Linked DNA regions of Mus musculus: region 1 is linked to region 2. Evidence: chromatin contacts called from public Hi-C data. All regions are on one chromosome and are shown on one strand. The core of a region is the stretch at or near the end of the contact, and the rest is flanking DNA. Distances in the headings are between cores, read along the strand shown.

Region 1 (2,700 bases), core at 131-2,630, 200 kb before region 2:
GTATGTGTGTGTGTGTGTTTGTGTGTGTGTGTGAGAGAGAGAGAGAGACAGAGACAGAGACACGAGACAGAGACAGAGAGTCAGTTTTCTTTAAGTATTTAAGGTGTGGTCCCTGGTAGATGGCCCCACTTGCAAGAATATGATATATATATTTATTTATATAGAGATTTATATATACATATATAATGTGGAATTATATATTCTTTATTATTTGCATATAATATATAATATATTTTATATATAATACATATATAATATAGATAATATATAATCAAACATTTCAAGAGGATACAAAGTAGGGAAGGTGGGCAAGGAGGCAGACATGGAGGAGCTAGAGGAGAATTGAATACAATCAAAATTTATTGTGTAAAATTTTCAAAGTATTAATAAAATATTTTTTAAAATAATAGCTTAGGCAACATAATGAGACCAGCACCTGGGCCCTGGGCTCACTTTATCTCTTGCTGATATCACATAAGCCACTTAAGGAGGAAGGCAGTTTTAGCTGTAACTGCTACCATAAGAAATAAAAATAGAAATGATAGATAGATAGATAGATAGATAGATGATAGAAAGATAGATAGATAGATAGATAGATAGATAGATAGATGATAGATAGATGATAGATAGATAGATTATCTATAGATAGATAGATAGATAGATAGATAGATAGATAGATAGATAGATAGATGATAGATCGATAGATAAGAGATAGATGATAGATAGATAGATAGATAGATAGATAGATAGATAGATAGATGATAGATCAATAGATAGATAGATAGATGATAGATAGATAGATACATAGATAGATAGATAGATAGATAGATAGTGAAATCACAAGTCTTCTCCTTTGCTATTATTTTGTTGGATTTCACTATACCTAGCCTGGCCTTGAACTTGGTATCCTGCTCCCTCTAAGTCTATAGTGGAATTACAGGTATAAGCCACCACATCCCAAGAGGTCACAGGGGCTTTTGATTTCATCAAGAACCAGATGCATGCCTTTTCTGATCCAGAAACAATTGCATTTTTTTCCATTGATGTTCTCAATTCCACTTTGTGTTACTTGAGCAAGCTCACCCAGCTACAACAGACAAGAGTCCTTCCTGGCTGCCCTCTGAGACCAGCACCCACACGGCCTTGGTGTCCAAAGGCACTTTGGCACTTTGTTTCCTATTGAACACTCCCTCACTGGGGAAAGCTTGGATCAGGATTTGGCCTTGGGTCACATTCAAGTACTCTGTATGCAAATCGGCTAATTGAGACCACATGCTTTCTACGCACCAGCAAGGCAGAGGGGATGGAGGGTATCACCACCATAATACCCAGCAGTGCTCCATTTCAAAGCCTGCTTTCCAGCTGTCATTCAGCCCCTGGTGTGAGAGAGCCAGTTTGCCTCCAGCACTGGTATTGCTCAAGGCAAAGGCCAACTCGGCTCTGCCTGCTCACTGCTCTCTGTATCCCTGGCACACTTCCTGATTTCTTCAGTTATTTCAAGGTCTATCAGACACTTGGGAGGCAACACCAATCCCTTTTCTTATTAAGTTTCATGAGTTACAGAAAGTCTGAACCTCTAGAAGCTAGCAAATTGGGCAAGAAGAGACAGGCAACAAAAGTCTAGGCATCATCAGAGCCCCCCTCCTCTGTTATTGTTTTCTTCGGCATTTCTAGTACACTTATTATTTAACTTTCTGTTTTAGTTTTTGGATGTGTAGAGGTAAGGGTTTGCCACATCGCATACGGAGGGCAGAGGACAGACTGTGGAAATCATTTCTTACTTTCCTTCCTGCAGATCTCGTGTCGTCAGGGTATCGCGACCAAGCAAGCCATCTCACCATCCCTCACCCACCATCTTTCCTGGCCCTTACAGAATGTTTGAGGCCATTGCAGGCCCAAGGGGTGGAGGTAGGGCAGGCACCTATTTGTCATCCTCACTGGTGACATTGCCCCCAGATGTGAGATCCTGTCCTGATTAGTCCTGAGGGCCAGGCCACCACTGCAGCCTGGGGCCATGATATGTCAGCGTTAACATAGACACTTCTTTCTTAGCATGGGCCTTTGTATTTGTCAGTGTCAGAAAGAGCCACCGAGTTCATCCTTTGTGTGTCAGGGAAGGACCTGAAGCCAGCACTTAATTATTTTCTGTGTATTTCTCATGATTTAAATAAGGCTTTTATTTCCAAGTAATAGTGGCTGTGACTGTTCCCGAGACTATCTTTCCACTTACCATTAGAGTATTACCAAAAAAACAGCATTCAACACAGAAAAACCCAAATCTGAATGGAGTATTCTCTGAGCCAAGTGACCATCCACACACTGCTTTGCTTCGCCTGTCTCTCACCTAAGACTCCCGTAGGCGGCTCGCTAAAAGAAGTGGGCCAGGGACCATGTCCAGTGGGCAGTGACTGTAAGGCACTTCAGGAGCCACGCGTGCTCCCATGGGTGTTGTTGATCATTTGCTCTGTATAAAAGGCAGCCTATGGAGAGAGAGTCCCTTCCCCAGCTGGTGAGCTCCCCTAAAGGCAAGGGCCTAGGGTATTTATTCACTTACCATCCCTTCAACCTGCAGGGCCCAGCAGAGTTTTCCCTGTGCACAAAGAACACCCTGTAACATTAGCTACAGATCCTCCCAAGGCCAAGGGTAGGCTCAGCCCCAAGGAGCAAGGCTTCAAAGCCAATCCCAAGCCTGGCTTAAGA
Region 2 (2,700 bases), core at 11-2,510:
TGCAAGTGCATTTTATAAGTGTTCTATATGTGTAAATTAGTATTTTCAACTGGAAAATGTTGGCTGGTGCAAAAGGCCTGGCCTTTTTTCTGGTTCCCATGATGTTGCCTACACTGCTAGACTACAGTATTGCTTTGTATCATGAGGCCAAGAAATTCCATGTTGTTTGTAAATAGAATAATTGAAAAAGCAATAAACATTTATTGAACAAAAGAAACTTTGTTTGGCCCAGAGTTTATGTTGAACCAAATTGTTCATAGCAATTTAAATTTCTTTAGATCCATTTCTGTTAATCATCAGTTATTAATAATCACATCCATCATTAATAGTTGCTTTATTGCTTGCATCTGAGAGAATACTAATGCTTAATAGCAGTCAGATACTTATAACTGCACTGACTGTTCAGAATTCTTTATACCAAACCTGTTCATCATTGTTTCCAATTTCCTTCATTGACTGCTACTAACTATTAGTTGTTAGCTGTATTTTATTTCTATTTTTTTCTTTTAACAAGTCGGGTTTTTCAAATTATTTTTTGTGGGAGTGGGCTCTTCTTCATTTGTTCAAATCATGATATGAAATTGTCATGATTTTTATTGTATTCTGTAGATGGTGTCAATCAGTTTGTCAGAATTCAACATGCCTTTTTTTTATTAGTTGTGATTAGTTTTCATGTTGTCATTAAGCTGTCACTAGCTGAAACTAATCTCTTCTCTATCTTTTCTTTTCTTTTTTTGTTTTGTTTTTTGTTTCTAACCACCCAGCCGCCACCGGCAACTAACCTATGACCTTCTGACCTCTGAACTCTTCACCCAATGATGACCTGACCATGCCTGCCTGCTGATCAGTTAACTGGTAATCGCCTTTGCTTGCCTGTCGTCAGTGCAGCGAGCTGAGGCACTTGTCCGTTCGTCTTACCATCTAACCAAACAAAAGACAAAGAAATTGTCCTCCAACTCAGCTTTTCCCCCCCTGTTTGGGTGAAAGTGGTTCTAGAACCTGCACTGAATAGTAGTAAAGCAATAAGGCCCGATTCATCCCACAGCACTGATCATCTCTCAATGCCCCACCCCAAGCGAACGGTAAGAAGGCCTCTCTTAAGAAGGGGAGACAGATGGCCCTAACTACTCAGTGACAGAGGCAGTTACTGTGAGAGACTTGTAGGAATTTTTTTCTTCTCCTAGCGAAGTCAAAGCTCTCTCTGAATGTACTGTGTGACAATGCATCATGCATGAACCTTCGGTCAGGGATGTCGTTGGGGAAGTGACTTCAAAAGTATTCAAAATTTGACATGCTGTTTGTTTAGTCACTACAGTGCCCTCAAAGGGCAGACATTGCAGCCTTTTTATATTGCCTGCCAAAATTTGAAGTATTAGAACAAAGTGTGCCATGAGAGAAAAACTTAACAAGGAGTTTTGAAAAGAAATGCAAAGAACAAAACTACAACACTATTTTTTAAAAAGTTGAGTATCTGAGTTAAAATTTCCAAATCTTTATTTTACACCACCTTAAAAATTATATGAGAACAAGGTACATGCATTATGTGTCACATTACTGGGCAAACTGTTCAAATATTTTTTTTAAACCTCCCTGTATAGAAAATATCATTAAGGATGTAAAAGCCATGCTTGCCTATTTGCTGTATACATGTAATGAAATTGTAGATAAAGTGTAGTGCATTGAAACAAATGAACAAAAAAGTAGATACTTTTACTATACAAGGGTGCTGGTGCAGAAAAAAATATATATATTTTTGGAAATGTAGCATTTTATACTTTCAAGTGTTATAAAAAAAAAGAAAAAGAACAAAGAAACCCTTTATTTCATTAAATGATTTTTTCTGGTGGTTGTCAAGAAACAAAAGACCAAAAGAGCCTTTTTGTCTTTCTTTTTTATTTTTTAAGTATTGGAATAAGTCTAATGAAAAAGAAAGTGCCTTATTTTTCTTCATGGTCATTTAGTCAAGTGTCCTGTAAGATCAGCTCCTCCCTCAGAATAAAGTTACTGCATGTTCCTCAGTCGCCCAGTATGTGAAAGGAGATATGAGAGGAGACAAATGAGTTGATGGTCTAAATTATAAGATTTGTGTCACATTATCTTGATGCCAGTTTGCCAAATCTGATACTGTGAAAAAATTTGATAGCTTTTCTAATGTCTGACTAGTAAATTTTAAAATGTCATTCTTTTACAAATCATAATTAGTACTTTTGGTTATTACCGTCTTCAGTGTTAGCCCAAAGATTCTGAGGTTTAGAAAAAAATTATGTAAGATCTGAACATCAGTTTGCAGACAAAATTAAATTAGAGCTTTATTTTATTTGGAGAAGAGGGATACAATGGAATTTTTCCTTACCAATTAGAAATAATTGTAATGCCTAAAAAACTTTTTCACAAAAATGAATCTTTGAAATTTTTTATTGTTGAAAAAGTGTTAAGTAACATAAATCTAATCAGATATCTTATGTAGTCCATCTCTGCTGGCTTTAGTAACTGCTCCTAAACTTTTTAACTCTAAAGGAGCGTGGAAAGCCCGCATCACAGTGTTCAGTGACTGCTCTGCTCCATTCTTTCTCCTCTCCAGTTTCTCTCTTGAAAGTCAAACAGTTTTGTAGTTGAAGCAGTCCGTGTGCAAAGCCTGCATCTAAACACTTGCGTTAATAAGTCATTAACCGCTCAGTACCAGATGTGGCAAATCTCAAG

Evidence for each region. Hi-C and Micro-C count contacts between places; a contact is called where the count stands out from the background.
Region 1: a contact with region 2 is called in a Hi-C map of liver, with 1.5 times the contacts expected there. The contact joins two enhancer-like sites. A contact is called at or near these places in 2 of 484 Hi-C or Micro-C datasets (Sertoli cells and liver), 1 of 115 datasets of contacts at active chromatin or transcription factors (microglia) and 1 of 9 other capture datasets (adipose tissue).

The regions. Positions count from the first base shown.
Region 1 is chr17:10,407,486-10,410,185 of GRCm38.p6, reverse strand. The region is part of intron 4 of Pacrg (PARK2 co-regulated); the gene reads left to right. Among named protein-coding and RNA genes, the nearest start is that of Gm39565, 37 kb to the right of the region's middle. Within about 2 kb of position 1,380, at least 31 of the 459 cell types and tissues checked have an H3K27ac peak or open chromatin away from gene starts, as enhancers often do. A contact at or near this core is called in liver, where this site is marked.
Region 2 is chr17:10,207,696-10,210,395 of GRCm38.p6, reverse strand. Qk (quaking) reads left to right here. Exons shown (of 8, transcript NM_001159517.1): 8 at 765-2,700. The coding sequence ends at 781. Among named protein-coding and RNA genes, the nearest start is that of Gm34972, 63 kb to the right of the region's middle. Within about 2 kb of position 1,260, at least 16 of the 459 cell types and tissues checked have an H3K27ac peak or open chromatin away from gene starts, as enhancers often do. A contact at or near this core is called in liver, where this site is marked.